2 separate regions of the Pan troglodytes genome follow, and region 2 is linked to region 1. The links are chromatin contacts, called in public HiChIP or PLAC-seq maps. All regions are on one chromosome and are shown on one strand. The core of a region is the stretch at or near the end of the contact, and the rest is flanking DNA. Distances in the headings are between cores, read along the strand shown. Region 1 holds the start of SAMD5 (sterile alpha motif domain containing 5). Region 2 has its middle 96 kb from the start of SASH1.

The links. HiChIP or PLAC-seq counts read pairs in DNA pulled down with a chosen protein or histone mark.
Region 2: an H3K4me3 HiChIP or PLAC-seq map of stem cell-derived excitatory neurons shows a contact between it and region 1, with 17 times the contacts expected there. The contact joins the enhancer-like site here to the promoter of SAMD5 in region 1. A contact is called at or near these places in 4 of 7 Hi-C or Micro-C datasets (blood, induced pluripotent stem cells and stem cell-derived neural progenitor cells), 1 of 1 datasets of contacts at active chromatin or transcription factors (stem cell-derived excitatory neurons) and 1 of 1 other capture datasets (stem cell-derived neural stem cells).

What each region holds. Positions count from the first base shown.
Region 1 is chr5:159,410,995-159,414,752 of NHGRI_mPanTro3-v2.0_pri, forward strand. SAMD5 (sterile alpha motif domain containing 5) reads left to right here and starts at 2,168. Exons shown (of 2, transcript XM_024357462.3): 1 at 2,168-2,718. The coding sequence starts at 2,260.
Region 2 is chr5:160,078,858-160,082,615 of NHGRI_mPanTro3-v2.0_pri, forward strand. No RefSeq gene overlaps it. Among named protein-coding and RNA genes, the nearest start is that of SASH1, 96 kb to the right of the region's middle. Within about 2 kb of position 2,089, at least 2 of the 24 cell types and tissues checked have an H3K27ac peak or open chromatin away from gene starts, as enhancers often do. A contact at or near this core is called in stem cell-derived excitatory neurons, where this site is marked.

The DNA of each region.
Region 1 (3,758 bases), core at 918-3,417:
GTACTTCAAAGGGGAACCAGTATAAAGCCATAAAGCCCACTTTCTTCTGCTGAATAGAATGAGTTTGGGGACAGGGACAACGCCTTAAAATGGAGCAACGCGCGGACGCGAGGGGGCACTGTGAGTCCGCTTTGGCGAGAGAGAGGCGGCGGCCCGCGCGGGGCGGGGAGGGCTGCGCCCTTCCAGCATCCCAGCGCCCAGGAGCTTCGCCACCTACCAGGGTCCGAGACCTTAACTCGGCTCCGGAAAGGGCGTCCTGGGTGACCCAAGTTTGGGGCCACAAGCAGCTCCACGGCTCTCCGCTTTGGTCTCTCCCCTCCCCCTAAGCAGACAGTCCTTTCTGCCAGCTGTCCTTAATTTGAGATTCGTGAGTCCCGGGGTTTGGGAAACCAGAAGCCCCCTGCAACTGTAGGGAACGTTTTGGGTGCGCCTATGTCGGGTATTTTCCTGGGCAAAAGGACAGAAGCTGTCATCTGATTCTTAAAGGGGTTCGTGTCCCAAGTGGGGGTTAAGCCCTCTTGGTTTAGGGTAAGAAGGCCCACCTAACCACCCACCCAAATGCCAAACACACAGCAGGTCGAGAAACGACTCTGAAATCACTCCTTGTCCACTTCCCAAGGTCGGGCGAGAGACTGGCACGCCCCACGGGCAATCTTCAGAAAAAAAGGTCAGATCTGGTCCTTAAACAGCTCAGGTGCGAAGCTGAATCGCCCTTCTGCGGAAAGAGAGGAGACAGTACCTGCCCCCGCCGTCCCTCACTTCCCTTAGTCCCAAGAAGAGGTCAGACACCGGGAAATGGGGCCCAGGCGCTTGGTCTGTTCCACCTGCCACTCGAGTCCCCAGTCCCAAGAGGCTGCTCAGACATTGGCATGATGGGGAAACTCGATTGATTTTGTTACCTCCTAGAGGGAAAATGCCGTGGGTGGAGATGTCTGAGCGTCCCTTCCAACACGAGCTGGGTGGTGCTCTATTGATTTCCACGCGATCCCCGGGCGGGAGCGAGAGGATAGGCTCGGATTCCCGGGCCCCAGGACGGAACGCCTGGCAGTGTCCCTGGGGGAAAAGCCACCCAGGGAGCCCGTGCAGTATACTAGGTGGGGGGCCCGGAGAGAAAGCATAGCGCCGACGAAGGGGAGGGGCCGGGCAGAAAGGAGGGTGGGGTACCGGGTGGGACACACTGACCTAGGAGAAAGTACAACCCACCCCAAACTTTCGCAGACCCGGGAGTTTAGGAAGGGAGAGCCAGGAAGACAGCAGCCTCTCCTGCCGCCCAACGTGCCCAGCTGCAGCGAGGAGGGCGGCGCGCACGCCGGCTGGACGCGGGCGGTCCCCACGTTGCGCCCACCCTCCGGGCCAAAACGCCGCCGCTCGGGTTACTGAGTGGCCGCCCAAGGAAGAAGCCAGATCGCCGGGCTCTGGGCTGCGTACGGGATCCGAGGAAGGGGGATTCAAACGCGGATCCGGAAGGAAGGGACACTGAACCCCGCAGCGTCCCCAGCGCCGTGGGGTGGCGGGACGTGTCCTTGGGCTGCCAGCGGGCGCGGAAGCTGGAGTCCGGCAGGGTCGGGAAGAAGTGAGCACAGAGACTTCCACGGGTAGAAGAGTCAGATTAAACAGAAATGTGAAAAGCAACCCAGGGCAGCCAGCGGAGCCCAGCAGCGTAGAAGCCACCGGCTCCCGCCGGGAGGACTACAGTGACTGACACTCGCGAAGACTAGGCGCTCCCAGCGGCCGCGGGTCTGCGTGGAGGAGTCGCCTAGCGGCGCGGAGCGCGCCAGCGGCGGCGGCGGCTGCCAGAGCGCGAGATGCGGCGCGCAGCCGCCGGACCGTCCCGGCTGGGAAAACTCGCGGGCGGCACTGCGCAGCGCTGACCCGGCGCGGGTCCGAGGGGTGTGCCCCGGCCCCTCCCGCCTCCGCCCCCTCCCGCGCCAGTCGCGCGCCCCTCCCCGCGGCGGCAGCGGCGGCGGCGCATCCAGGGGCGGCGCGGAGCCGAGCGGCGCGCCTTGCTCAGCCCAGCAGCCAGTGCCTGCGAGCTCCGCGGCTGCTTGGGGAATTCACTTTGCTGCTTGTTCGCTTCTCCCTTCCTCAGGCTTCTTCTGATGGTTTTCCGTCTCCGGCCCGAGCCTTTCCTTTAAAAGGAAAACTTTACTGCGATACCCTTTTCCCCTTGGAGGAGAGGATTAAAAGTTCAAGAACTGGTGCCGCCCGTGCCATTTGGGCGCTGGGAAGGTGCTCGGCGGCGGGGTTCCCGGTCCCACCATGTGCACCAACATAGTTTACGAGTGGCTCAAAGCGCTGCAGCTTCCGCAGTACGCGGAGTCCTTCGTGGATAACGGCTACGATGACCTGGAGGTGTGCAAGCAGATCGGGGACCCGGACCTGGATGCCATCGGGGTGCTGGCGCCCGCGCACCGCCGCCGTATCCTGGAGGCCGTGCGCCGGCTGCGGGAGCAGGACGCCAACGCCGCCGGCCTCTACTTCACGCTCGAGCCGCAGCCGGCGCCCCCCGGGCCGCCCGCCGACGCCGTCCCCACCGGCCGCCGGGGGGAGTCGTGCGGCGGCCCGGCCCAGGGCACCCGCGGGGACTCTCGCGGCCACACGACCGCCCCCCGCAGCAGGGAGCTGGTGAGCTACCCCAAACTGAAGCTGAAGATCATGATCAGGGATAAGCTCGTCCGTGACGGCATCCACCTGAGCAAGCCCCCGTACTCCCGCAAGGTAAGGAGGTGCCGTCCGGGCGGCCCGGGGCGCGCGGCGGGAGGGGACACGGCCCAGCTGCCTGTGCCAAGGCTTTGCAAGCCATTCCAGGTGACGACGGAGAGGCCAGGAGGCTTTGGGTATCTGGGACCCTTTTCTGTGTTCTTTCTGTATTAGCCCATTATTTCGTCCTTCCTGGTGTCTCCAGTGGTTGGTAAGACAAGCCCCCGCATCCAGGTGTTATCTCTAAACTAACGACCAAAACTCCGCATCGTCTCTGGTGCTCGCCTGTCAGGAATCGGACTCGCGCTGCTTCACCTGGTAGCCAGGGGGAATTCCTAACGCCCTCTATAATAGTTTTGGGTTTGAAGAGTACCAGAAAAAATGGTTGATACCTATATTGCTTTCTACCTTCCTTTTTCTCTTTCTTTTCCTTTTTTGAGTCTTGAGAAACTCCCAAGGGAAATCGGTGAACTCTTTAAAGAGTGGAAAGTCAGGCCCTGCCTCTCTCAACTCCATAAAAAATCCCAGCGCTGCTGCAAATTTGAGAAGCGTACCATTCACATGAGCATTTTAAGAGGAAAAGTGAAGGAAGCACGTGTCAGTCCACATGAGATGATTTCCTAAACTTGTGTATACTGGAGGCAATAAGGTGCTAAGGACATCAGAGATAATCGGGCCACAGGATGTGCTTCAGAGGTCTGGGCTGTCACCAATTTGGTTTATTATTAAGCCAGATAAGATGAAGTAGGTACAACTGTGACTTCCAGGAAGTGTGAGTGGACCTGCATTTGGGAGAGGAGGACCGAGCACAAGTGAACTAAAGGGGAATCCTCTGCACCGGGGGCCTCAGGGAAGGAACCTGGAAGTTCCGAAATGTGGAGTGGGAGCTGGGTAATTAACAGAAAACGGTACTTCACACCAGAGCTCTGCTGCTAGCTGCGAGTCTGTTCCGTTTAGGTTTCTAGTTTAGGTGGCTGTCGGAGTAGAGGGTCCTGACTTGATAGAGAAGTAGACAGCACAGGTAACGCTCAGGATTGCAGAAGGTGCACAGGCATATG
Region 2 (3,758 bases), core at 839-3,338, 670 kb after region 1:
AGGAGGGGGGAAGAGGGGAAGGAGGAGGAGGAGAAGGAGGAGGAGGAGGAGGAAAAAATGTATATCGAAATAAGGCCACAGTGTGAAGTAGTAAGGGTTAAGATTCCAACCCATCCTTTTTAAGGAAGACACAATTCCCCATAACAACTCCTAAACCAAACACTATGCAAGAGGAACAAAAAGCACTTATTGGCTGCTTCCAGATCACTTGAGCAACCCCAGAGCTGACAGTGGTGTCACCTCCTTAAATATAAGGGGTAAGAGTGAAAAAGGATTTGTTCTCCCAGGAAAAATCAGACTAATCTACCCAAAGAAGGAGAACCAGATGCTGAGTAGGCAAAAGCAATATTAATTATAGTAAATATTTACATCAAAACAAAGGCCTCAATCTTATGCACATACCTACATCTGACCTACATATGAGTAGCCAGATACATTACTGAGTGCATATACTGTATTATTTAAATAGAATCATAGCATTCACATTTCTCTCTACTACTCCACTGGTTAAGAGAAGTTTTGCGTTTGAGCATCATTTTAATAAGATGAAATTGCATTGGGCTGCTTAGATGCCAACAATGGGGAGGGTAAACCTAACAAGAACAAGAAGACAATATTGATCGCCTGCTTCCATCAGTTACCAAAGAACAAAGCATCGATGGTTGAGGAGCAGAGGGATGGGCATGGCATCACCTTTGGCTGGTGTCTGGCCGTGGATGAAAGCAGGAAGGAGCAGCTATCAGGCAGGGATGTTGAATTTACAGCAGGGGGTCTTCCCATCCCCCTCTCATGTCACAGTCAGTGTTATGCATCAACCAAGGCACTTGTTTCCATTGAGCCTCCGCAGAGCTCAGAACCAAGCATGTGTGTGGTCTCGGTGTCTGGCACACCCAGGAGTCATGCAGCGCACCTCTTCATTCCCACACCTAGCAGCCAAGTGCCAGTTTCTTCAGGCCAGGCTCCAGGTAATCTTTACTACCCAATCAGAATTGGCTCAAGAAATTCAAGCCACTTGCCTTCTGGGCCTTAAAGCCTCCATCGGGCCTTCTAAGATTTCTTTTTTTTGGTGGGGGGAGTGGGATGGGGAGACAAGATTTTGCTTCGTTGCTCAGGCTGGAGTGCAGTGGCACGATCACAGCCAGGCACAGTGGCTCATGCCTGTAATCCCAGCACTTTAGGAGGCCAAGGTGAGAGGATCACTTGAGCCCAGGAGTTCAAGACTAACCTGGGCAACATAGTGAGATCCCTGTCTCTACAAAAAAAAAAAAAAATTTTAATGAGCCAGGCATGGTAGCATGCACCTGTACTCCTAGTGACTCAGGAGGATGAAGTGGGAGGAACCCTTCTGATATTTCTGCCCTAAGAGTGCTTCCTCTCCTGATCTCTCTTAGGCCCATCTTGTTCCTGGATGCTTATTTTATATGCATCCAAATATGCACAAGACATATATTCAGTATCACCAAATAGTAGTTTTATTGAATGTAATAAATCCTTGGCTTGGCGCACTCTTATATAGATTAGAAACAGTATTCTTTATGTCAATGAATGTCACCACTTCTGTCAAGTACTTCTAGTTTCTACAGGCTCAAGAATACCTTTTCTTGACAATGGTTCAGGATATAGGCTGGTATTCTGCCAGCCTTCTCACTGTTAGTTCATTTCTTTAATAGCATCTTGGTGAGAGTCTTTTCAGAACCCAGGGACTCCAGCCTCCACCCCTTCTATTAACTAAAAATCCCTGAATAACCCTCCATATGGTGCTGGCATGGCATTTGATAAATACCTTGCTGATTATTTATCTGACTTTACATTTATTTTGACAGATTGAGCACGTTAGTCTGTATTGAAACTAAGCTCTTGTTGTAAATATCTTCCTACGGCTCTCTGGCGCTGTGTTGAGTGATCTACTGAACTTCTGCCACAGCAAACTTGGGGGAAATGAGGAAAAGGAAGGCACACTCTGAAACAAAAGCAGACAAAAGCAATTCTGAAAAGCAAGAAAAGGGACAGAACTCCATTGGAGGTCCTGGTGAATATATTTGTACCTTCTGTCAGCACGTCTCGTGACTGTAAACTGCTGTAACTACCAGGATCAATAAAGGGCAAGGCCTTGAGATAGTAATTATGCTAATTGGTAGTGACTAGAAAACACGCAGGCTGCAGGATAAGCAGACAGTGTCTTGGGAGAAACAGACACATTTGTTAAGAAGGGCAAGGTCTGGTAGGCTTCGTGAGACTTTTCCTATAATCAGTTTTCTAAGAAACACCACATGCATCAGCCAACATAGTTTGAGTTCTTCCCTCAGTAGAAGATTGTACCAGGCACTGCAGAGGAATATCCAAGAAAGAAAGACTCAACACCTGCCTTCTGGAAGCTTACAGCTTAGCTCATTCTCCAGGCATGCCCAAGCACGTGCACACATGCGCACACACAAATTGAAAGACATTTTTACTGTATAAAAAATTGTCAAGAACTGAGAATCTGCCAGACATGGTGACTCATACCTATAATCCCAACTACTTAGGGATGCTGGGATGGGAGGATCACTTGAGGCCAGGAGTTCAAGACCAGGCTGGCCAATGTAGTAAGACTGTCTGTTAAAAAAAATAATTAATTTTATATTAGCTGGGCTTGGTGATGCACACCTGTAGTCCCAGCTACCAGGGAGGCAGAGGCAGGAGGATCACTTGAACGCGGGAGTTGAAGGCTGCAGTGAGCTCTGATTGTACCACTGCACTGCAGCCTGGGCAACAGAGTAAGACTCTATGTTAAAAGATTTTAAAAAGAGAGAACTAAGAACGTAAATACCAGAATGCTATCAAAATGAGAAGGGACCAAAGTCAAGTGGTTTGTAGGTACCATGTTTGAGATGGGGCTTTGACTAGAGACTGGATGAAGGCATCTCAAGGCAAGAGATTTTTGTTCTTGGTAAAGAAAGTTAAGAATCTCTGACACAGAAGCTTCCCAGTTGTCATTATATTACAGTTGTGAAAAACACCTTATTAGATGTGGAAGTTTAAAAGCTATCATTTACCATGTCCATGAATGTAACATGGATACTGCAATGAACTGAAAGTTTGTGTCCCCACAAAGTCCGTATGTTGAAATCCTAACTCTCAATGCAATGGTGTTGGGAGATGGGGCCTTTGGAAGATGATTAGGTCCTGAGGGTGAAACTCCCACAAATGGGATTAGTGCCCTTATAAAAGGAACTTCAGAGAGTTCTCCAGTCTCTTTCTACAATGTGAAGCAACAATAAGAAGACAGAAGTCTGCAACCCAGGAGAGGGTCCTCACCAGAACCCACCCATGCTACCACCCAGATCTTAGACTTCCAGCCTCCCGAACAGGGAGAAATAAACTTCTGTTGTTCATAAACCACCCAGTCTATGGTACTTTATTATAGCAGCTCAAACTGGCTAAGACAGACACTATCTTGGAACTGGTAATCAAATTAGTTAATCAGAGTGTGTGGATAGGTACCAAAAGAATAGACAAGCCAGTTGATTCACATTAATTACCTTGCTGGGCCACTATGAAATTCTGAACTTTCCAATAAGCATTGACGATTAAAATTTTAGACAAAATTTTCTCTGGTCATTCGATTTATATATAAAGCTCAAGTATGAATAAAGCCTAAATAAAGCTTAGTTAAATACATGAAAATTTAGAAAGACTATTGGAACGTCCTGGCTCTGTAAATATCAAATTCCTTTATCTTAATTGCAGCCTCAAATCACTAGCTCCAGTTATGAAAG